Regions from separate parts of the Sus scrofa genome. Here region 1 is linked to region 2. Evidence: chromatin contacts called from public Hi-C data. All regions are on one chromosome and are shown on one strand. Each heading gives the region's core, a stretch centred on a gene start, on an enhancer-like site or on the middle of the called end of the contact. The rest is flanking DNA. Distances are from core to core; before and after follow the strand shown. Region 1 overlaps MKL2 (MKL/myocardin-like protein 2). Region 2 overlaps PARN (poly(A)-specific ribonuclease PARN).

Evidence for each region. A called contact is a pair of places that touch in the nucleus more often than the background predicts.
Region 1: a Hi-C map of liver shows a contact between it and region 2, with 5 times the contacts expected there. The contact joins two enhancer-like sites. A contact is called at or near these places in 1 of 47 Hi-C or Micro-C datasets (liver) and 1 of 2 datasets of contacts at active chromatin or transcription factors (alveolar macrophages).

The regions. Positions count from the first base shown.
Region 1 is chr3:29,210,733-29,215,124 of Sscrofa11.1, reverse strand. All of the region lies in intron 1 of MKL2 (MKL/myocardin-like protein 2), which reads left to right. Among named protein-coding and RNA genes, the nearest start is that of MKL2, 27 kb to the left of the region's middle. Within about 2 kb of position 2,459, at least 21 of the 83 cell types and tissues checked have an H3K27ac peak or open chromatin away from gene starts, as enhancers often do. A contact at or near this core is called in liver, where this site is marked.
Region 2 is chr3:28,660,899-28,665,502 of Sscrofa11.1, reverse strand. It overlaps PARN (poly(A)-specific ribonuclease PARN), which reads right to left. Exons shown (of 24, transcript XM_021086564.1): 16 at 4,268-4,343; 17 at 1,959-2,069; 18 at 1,589-1,658. Among named protein-coding and RNA genes, the nearest start is that of PARN, 46 kb to the right of the region's middle. Within about 2 kb of position 2,937, at least 11 of the 83 cell types and tissues checked have an H3K27ac peak or open chromatin away from gene starts, as enhancers often do. A contact at or near this core is called in liver, where this site is marked.

The DNA.
Region 1 (4,392 bases), core at 1,210-3,709, 550 kb before region 2:
CCCCTTTCTGAAACCCTGTTTTGGTTCAGCCCAACCAGCCTCCTTGGGATGCTCAAGCTTGGCTTTTTTGCAGTGTCTTCATTTGTGAGAACTGTAAATCCTTCCGTCTCTCCCTCTCCTCCCGCCCCCCTTCCCAACAGACAGGATGCCCAGGCCTCCTTTATCTTATGGATCTTTCTTTACCTTCCTTCTCCCTTTACCACCAATGTTCTAGAAAGGGCCCACACCTGCCATCCACAGCCGACGCTCTCTTCAACCCCTGGCCATCCAGCTTCTGAGCCTTAGTCTGTGGAACTGCGACTCTGGCCCAGAATTACACAGGATCCTACATCAGTCACTCTTGCCTTTTTGGGTCCCTTCGGGAACTTGATGAAAGTTGTGACTTCCTTTCCTGTGAAAACATACTCTTGTATCCACATACAAATTTGTAAATAATCTCAGGAGTTCATGTACCTTCAAAACCCCACCCTTGATCTCTAGGATAATAATCTATTATTGAGCATGAAACTCAGAGGATTTCTCTTTCTTTCTTTCTTTCTTTCTTTCTTTCTTTCTTTCTTCCTTTCTTCCTTTCTTCCTTTCTTCCTTTCTTCCTTTCTTTCTTTTTTGGCCATGCCCTGTGGCATGCAAAACTTCCCAGACCATGGATTTAACCCATTGCCACAGCAGTGACAATGCCAGATCCTTAAACACTAGGCCACCAGGGAACTCCCAGAGGTGTTTTGTTTTTTTTCTTCTTTTAAACCAGCTTTGGGGTTGAAGAACCTGGGTTCTAGAGTCAGACGGCTTGTTGTCGATCCTGGCTCCACCCTTTGCGTCTATGGGAACATGAGCCTCGCTGAGCCTCAGTTTCTCAATGATAAGATGGGGATAATAATATCTCCCTTTACAGGGTTGTGGTGAAACTTAAATCAGTTCTTTCAGTTCAGACGTTTAAAACAGTACTTGGTGCATATTAAATAGTCTCACATTCCTCATCATCAGGTTGCATCATTGTTTTTTTTATTTTTTTATTTTTTATTTTATTTATTTATTTATTTTTTTTGTCTTTTAGCTATTTCTTTGGGGCTGCTCCCACGGCATATGGAGGTTCCCAGGCTAGGGGTCTAATCGGAGCTGTAGCCATTGGCCTACACCAGAGCCACAGCAACGTGGGATCCGAGCCTCGTCTGCAACCTACACCACAGCTCACGGCAACGCCGGATCGTTAACCCACTGAGCAAGGGCAGGGACCGAACCGGCAGGCAACCTCATGGTTCCTAGTGGGATTCGTTAACCACTGCGCCACGAGGGGAACTCCCGCATCATTGTTTATTATTCTCACTGACCTCATTAATTCCAGACCAAACATGGTTCCATAGCTGACTCACAGATATACCTTGCAGGCTCTACATTAATCTTTAAAAAGTGAATTCAGAGTTCCTGTCATGGCTCAGCAGAAATGAATCTGACTAGGAACCATGAGGTTTTGGGTTCAATCCCTGGCCTCGCTCAATGGATTAAGGATCCGGCGTTGCCATGAGCTGTGGTGTAGATCACAAACGCAGCTCGGATCTGGCGTTGATGTAGGCCGGTGGCTGCAGCTCCGATTAGACCCCTAACCTGGGAATCTCCATATGCTGCGGGTGCGGTCCTCAAAAGACAAAAAGACAAAAAAAAAAAAAAATCATTGACAACATTCAGAAATTAAGAATTTACACAAAAATCTGATTTTTTTTTTTTTTTTTTTTTGGCTTCTCTTAGAAAGTCAGATCTGACAATCCTAGGTCCCCATTCCCCCCTGGCATCGTGGACTGGAGCCGAGTATCTGCAGGAGTTCTTCAGTTTTCCATACTCCCCACCCATCCCCAGCCCTGAAACCAAGACTCCAGAGCCCAGGATCATTGCACACACAGAGTCGTATTCCTTACGCTCAAGAAATCCTTCCTGTACCCAGGAAATTGAAAACCAGACCAAGGAAGTGGTATGTTTTTTGAAAAGAAAGCATAAATCAATCTCTGTAAGCAAAGACAATCCTTAGGAGTTTTATGCTGAAAACACCCGCACTCACTTGCTGAACTGCCCAGCCTGGCGGGCATTTGCATTTTCCATCCCTGGCTCCGTGAGATGTGTCCCCACTGGCCATTGTTTCCTTCCTGTTCATGTTCTGTCCCCCACCAGCTTCCTTGTCACCGCCCCAAAGCACTTCTCTTTCCTCTCCTTCCCCATGTGTGGGAATGACATAGGTTTTAGAGCGGAATAAACCTGGTTCAATCCTAATGCTTCTGAGCTTCCGGTTTGCGTCTATGGAAAGGGTACAGTATCAGGTTGCCTTATCGGGTGGTTTGAGAATTAACCAAGAGCATGTACATCCAGTCCTTGGCATGACGCCTGGCAAAGAGTGATTGCTCAATAGTGCTAGTTCCTTTCCTCTGGTTAAAGGGGGAGCCTCTTCAAGGTTCTGTCCCCCGACCCTTCCGCTCACTGTCCAGTCCTCCGGGGGTAGCAGTTACTGAACCAGATGAGGAAGTGACCTTGAACTGCACAAGTAGAGCCCTCTCGACCCAGACCACGTGTATCTCCAACTCAACTTCCCTCAGCGAGATCCAAGAAAACCCACAGAAATTCCGGCCTCCCCACCCCAAGAGGACGTGAGATGAGCGCAGTGGAAGGAAGGAGACATTGGTCTCAACGGAGTGCAGTCAAACTCTCACACTCTGGCAAAGGTTATCCGCATGAATAACCATGCGAGCTCCTTGCTAGGACCTCAGAAGTGCCCGTGCAAGTGATGAACCCTGAAGCTTAACCTTAACGACCTTGACGACAGAGTCACCTCTGTCCATACCCGCTTCGGTCTGGCCAAATGGGATTGACACCCACTGCCAAGACCCTGCTTGTGTTGGTCCATCATCCTGTCAATCACCCGTCTGCCATGAACACATCCCAACGTTTTTCAATGAATTCTCTTCCATCCTCTTCCATACCCTTAAAGAATCTCACCTTGTATGTCTCTTATTGATTATGGCAGAGGCGACCTTGTGTTTTAGTCTTCCGTTCATTCAACACACGTTTGTTGAATGCCCATCATGTTTCAGCTATTGTTTGGACATTAGGGATACCCCCAAAGAAGCCAAGTCCTAGCATTCTTGGAGCTGATAGCCTAGTTGGGGTATACCTTATAAGCACCTTAAAATGCAAATAAAATCATTTCAGAGAGTGATAGGGCCTTGGAGAGCCTGGCCATGGAGTGACCAGGGGAAAGGAATGCTGCTTTAGCTGATGGTATGAGAGCCCCCCCCCCTTTTTTTATCTTATTTTAGGGCCACACCTTTTTTTGTTTGTTTGTTTGTTTGTTTTAATTGTAGGGCCACATCTGCGGCATATGGAAGTTCCCAGGCTAGGGGTCAAATCGGAGCTGTAGTTGCTGGCCTAGATCACAGCCACAGCAACGCAGGATCTGAGTCATGTCTGCGATCTACACCACAGCTCATGGCAATGCCAGATCCTCAACCCACTGAGCGAGGCCAGGGATCAAACCTGCGTCCTCATGGATGCTAATCAGATTCATTTCCACTGAGCCACAATGGGAACTCCATGAGAGGCCTTTGTGATGAGCTGACCCTGGATAATGAGAGGAAGCCTGCCCCAAGAAGAGCTGAGGAAAAGGCATTCTGGGCCTAAGGAACAGCAAGCGCAAAGGCAACAAGGCAGAATACTGGCTCCGGATAAATTATATTGGGGGACACTCTCATTCCTGTCTCTAATGAGCCTTTAGTCCCTGCACAGCATACAGGATCCCCCAACTTTTGTCTCCTACCTAGATCTTTCCTTCAGAGCAGGATCCTTTTCTGTTTGGAAGTTCTGGACTCTGCTTCAAAACATGCCTCTTTTGCAATTCCCGTTGCTGTTCAGCAAGTTAAGAACCCAACATAGTGTCATGAGGATGTGGGTTCAGTCCCTGGCCTCATTCAGTGGGTTAAGGATCCAGGGTTGCCACAAGCTGTGGCAAAGGTTGCAGAGGGAGCGTCAGTGTTGCTGTGGCCGGAGCATAGGTGGCAGCTGCATCTCCGATCTGACCCCTAGCCCAAGAACTTCCATATGCCATGCGTGTGGCCTTAAAAGAAAAAAAAAATGCGTGTTTCATGTTCTGGAGCAGGAAAAGCCTCTGGTTGCGTGTTAATTAGTGATAGGCTGCTAATGTATTACTTCATCTCAGATTGTGTCTGTGCTTCTCAACAAAACTTCGGATGGAAAACAAATGCCTTGATTTCAAAATGTGCCTCTGACAGCAGGAATGTCGGTCAATGTGGCAGGTCAGTAGAAGAGATATTTTTAGACATGGGTGAGTGCTCAGGCCCTGCAAACCATCTGAGGTGTGGTGACACCAATATTGGTGTGTTATTTTTCTGTTGC
Region 2 (4,604 bases), core at 1,688-4,187:
AAGAATGGGTGGCTGTACTTGACGAAGCTATTCCAATATAGAATAAAAATAGTCCTTATTTTGCATTTCAAATCCTGATGGAATTTCTTTTTCCCTTCAAAGATGAACACAATATTCTTCCTTCACAGATGGGGAAAAACAGAGCAAAAACCAAACTGGGCAAGAATTTTCAGTGCAATATCACAGGAAGATTCCTGTATCCTCAACTATTTCTGGAATGCATCTAGGTTTCAGAAAAAAAAAAAAAATCTGAACGGACACAAGTCCCAACTTAACAGGAAGTACACACACAAGCTGCCCTTCCTCAGATTTACAAACACCAACGCTGCCCCGAAAATTAGAGTTGAGAGCCAAGAAAAGCCTGTTTTGAACTGGATAGTAGCAAGAACTCAATTGTTAGCGGAATTAATTTTGCCCACAGAAAAACGCAACTTACTTGTCGATATGTGCGACACTGGTACCCAACCCTCTGTGAAAGATGTTTTGAAAAAGTGCAACACGTGTACCTCTGAACGTCCACAGAAAACCGGAAGTAAACAAAACCTGAAGCAGCCGTGGTAGGATACCATGCACTCATCAGACTACCCAGATTCCCAACCTGCAGGGATCCCGATGTTCTGAAGGAACATGTCTCTGCAGCATGTGACCTACGCACAGGCGCCGTGACATCCGTATTTCTACAGCCGCGGAGGGAGACGGTGTTCTCACTGCGAAAGCGCAGCCGGAAACGTCAAGGGCGGCGTATGACCGGAGGAAACGAGGCGACCGGCCCGACAAGGCAATGGGTCTTTCTCGCAGGGGCGGTGATCCGGGCGGGCGGCCCCTGGTCCGTGTGGCTCGCCCAGAATCTCCTAGAACCAACCGCGTGAAGAGAGCTGGGGGAGAGATGAAGGCTTAGGCCTCTGGCTCGGAGCCCGCCCGTGGCTGGCTTGAGGGTCACATCCATAACGTGAGTCTCGACGGTGCCAAGAAAGCAACAAGCCGTACTTTGAAGTAACAATCTTGAGAGTCTTTGAAAAGGCTCTGAGCTCAGACATTTCCCTAAATCACACTGACTTCGGCCAACAATGAGGGGCTATGAGCCAGCTTTTCCTTCATTGGAACCATTCGGAGGCGGGCTCAGAACGCGATGGCAATAAAACCGTCACAGACGGGCTTAAAAGCCACTTGGGGGACCGCGATCTTCTTAGAAAGAACACTATTTAGGCAGATAACAACACAAGCACAAACAATAATCTCGAAGGGAAAGCTCGAGAGGGGTGGGCCAGGTCTGACTGCCACACAGACACACAGACCCAGGCTCCCTCGTGGGTCATTTACATTCCAAAACCACCAGGTCTTCGTCTTGGAAGAGATGCATTACCTTCAGTATCGTTTTCTTTCTTTTTTTGTCTTGAAGCAAAAATATTTAATACATTATTTTCGAAAAAGTCAATTTCTATTTTTCAAAAGACATCTGAGTCACCAGAGAGGAGAAATAGCCCATCTAAAAATGCCCTCGACCCTCCCATTACCCCTAATTGACATCCCAGACACTGGGGGCTCCTGCACGGAGAGAACACTGGGGGCCTGGGACCCTGTTACTTACTTGTTAAAAAAAGGTTCAATGAGTTTGGATCTGGCAGACACATGAATTTTTGGAGGACTAAGAAAAGAACCTAATGAAGAAAAGAAGCAGAACATTATACACGGTCAGGCAGACAAAGCCTGAAAAATATATTTAAATCAACAGCATGGTTCAGCACGGGTAAAAGGTACTCGTATGGGCCGAGTACCACAGCACAGGTAAGGGGTGATGCTTCATTCCTGCGTGCGCTCCAGGCCCTCTGCCCCAACCTTCCCTGCACTCTGACCGCAAAACCCTCCCACTTCTCATGAGTGGATCCCAGGGAAAGAGGAGACAGGTGAGATCCCCTCTGGACCACAGTGAGTTTGACAGAAGCAGGAATAGGGAGTACCTAGATAGTTGGCCATGGAGATGAAGCACAGTCCTGTGATGTAAGCATCATAGCCTGCCTCGTGGAGCTGTTCGGAAGCCGTGTCATAACTTGGAAAACCTTCTGCACTTTCTAAAGAGGAAAAAGAGAGAAAAAAAAAAGTTTTCCCAAGGTCATCACAAATCATGAAGACTGGTGAGCGCACTGCCCTGCCACATCCCAAAGGCATTAGTCTGTGCTGTAGAAATACCCTAAAGAAGCAGAAAAAGAGCTACCTGTTTCTTTTTTCTTTTTTTCTGTCTTTTAAGGGCCACACCCACAGCATACAGAAGTTCCCAGGCTAGGGACTGAATCAGAGCTGCAGCTGCCAGCCTACACCACAGCCACAGCAACAGGGATCCAAGCTGAGTCCGTGATCTACACCACAGCTCACAGCAATGCCGGATCCTTAATCCACTGAGTGAGGCCAGGGATCGAACCTGCAACCTCATGGATACCAGTCGCGTCGGTTAACTGAGCTACAACAGGAACTCCAGGCTACCTATGTCTTAATTCTCTCCCCGCAGGACACTGAGATAACAGAGTCACCGAAAACGAGGGCTTTGGTCCCGACCAGAGAAATGCCTCCGTTACATTATCAAAGACTCAGCCACTGTCCCCCTCGCTGCACTGATGGTGCTGCCGACAAGCACGCACCACTTGCACTATGACCATGACTCCTCTTCTGACTCTGGACTAATGACTAAATAGCATGGCCTCTGGCGTCCCACTGCCTGGGTTGGAATCTTGGCCCCACCGCTTATTTTCCCGGGGAGCCTGGCCTCTGGGCCTCCGTTCTGGTAGAGTGGAGATGGAGAATCACGGCTCCCTCATGAGGCCTTTGTGAGGCTCCCATGAGCTCATGGAAGGAAAGCTCTGACACAGTGCTTGGTACCCAGTAAACGCCCCGTAGGTAACCTTCCCCCAAAGCAAAGGTCTCCGATCGATATCGGCTCCACTCAGTACTGGCCTCTGCTAGGTCTCCAAGCTCACAGATCTAAAGATGAAAGCACAACTCTGTCCGAAAATAGATCAAAACTCGCTGTCATGCTGCCCTTGGAACATGGGGCCACTTCAGAGGAGAGCCCGTTTTAAAACAGGCTTCTTCGGTCACATGCATAGACACAGATGCCGAAAGAATGAGGTCTAAGAGAAACCTGCTTTAGAGTAAACCCTCTGCCGGAATAGTACATGGAAATGACAGGATAAAACTGTAACTCATAAATAATTATTTCCGAGAACCACTGTGGAGGTGAATATCAAAAAGGTTACAACAGGATGAAAAGCATGAGTGGAAACTAATACTGAAAAGGCTGTCACTGTTTTTACATCAATACAATGCTCTTTGAGCAAGAATTCTTTAACCTCCGTAAGTATCAAGTATTAGATTTTAAGCTTTATAAAAGTATTTTAACATGAAGGCCAATTAAGTCCTATCCTCTCTCACCAGCTGGACCACATATTTCCCAGATCCACTAGTGCCATTGTGTCGTTATAGAAAAGGTCCAGGTGTCCCCACTAACCCACTACCAGCCCCCACCCCCTCTTCTTACTCCTTTTTTGGACTATTCCAGAAAGGGAAGCAAAGAACTGTAACCTTGGCTGCTTGAGTACCTTCTGCAGTCAATTTCTGAAGCTTTAGTCCTATGATCAATGTCTTGGGAAGTTTGTAGGCTACAGCTGGTGGAACGTGAGTCACCGTATCAGCAGCATAACTACGCTAGGAGGAAGCAAGGCAAGCACAGCTGGAAGGGTCACCAACTGCCTGGGTAGGGGCCGTGGCCAGACTTGGCAAAACACCTCTGCCCTCAAAGAACATTTCTCCTTATTCTGGTTTTCCTCTCGTCATCGGTTCTGCACCTAAGCCAGCTCCTTCCTCATCAGCAAACCCTGTTCTTGGGCTTTCCAGAGACAAAAAGTTTATTTTCATCCTACCCCTGGCAATTAATCACCAACTCTTTGTCTCCACTTAAACAATGCACCATAAAAAAGAAAGACACTGAGTTTGGGGAGTATTCCAAGCATTAGGAAATAAAAGTCCTGAGGCTTTAATTGCTAAACTTCTCCACGAACAGGCCCCAATCCTACTCACAGAAAACAGATGCAGGATTAGAAGACTGCCTTTACTCCGAAAACAGTAACTCAACACAGGGCACGGGCAAGTTGTTTGAGGGAAAAAAAGTCTATAAATATACACAGTTTCTAGAACGGTTTCAACATTTCTTCTACAACAGACACCCGTAATTAGCACCAAGAGTTTGGGGCTCTTCAGGATCATTTTATCTCCTTACCAACTTTAGGAGGGTTGAAAGGCGTCTCTTTTAACCGCTTTTCCAATTCTGCGAGGGACGTGTTGTTAATGATATCCTACAAACCAGTAACAGAGAATGATGAGCCGGCATCGTCTCAGGGAAGCACATATTAAAGAGATTCAATGAGCGTCAGGACAAAAAACCAAAGCATCCAGCACTGCCCCCTTGTGTTCCCTAGAGAAACACAGGAGCGGTTATTCAAAGTGAAAGAGAAACAGCACATTTAATTTCAAGCATATGGAGGGTAGATCCGTACGAAAGGTTTTTTACTGATGTGTTAAAGATCTACAGTCCTTTAGCCAGAGAGCTATACGGC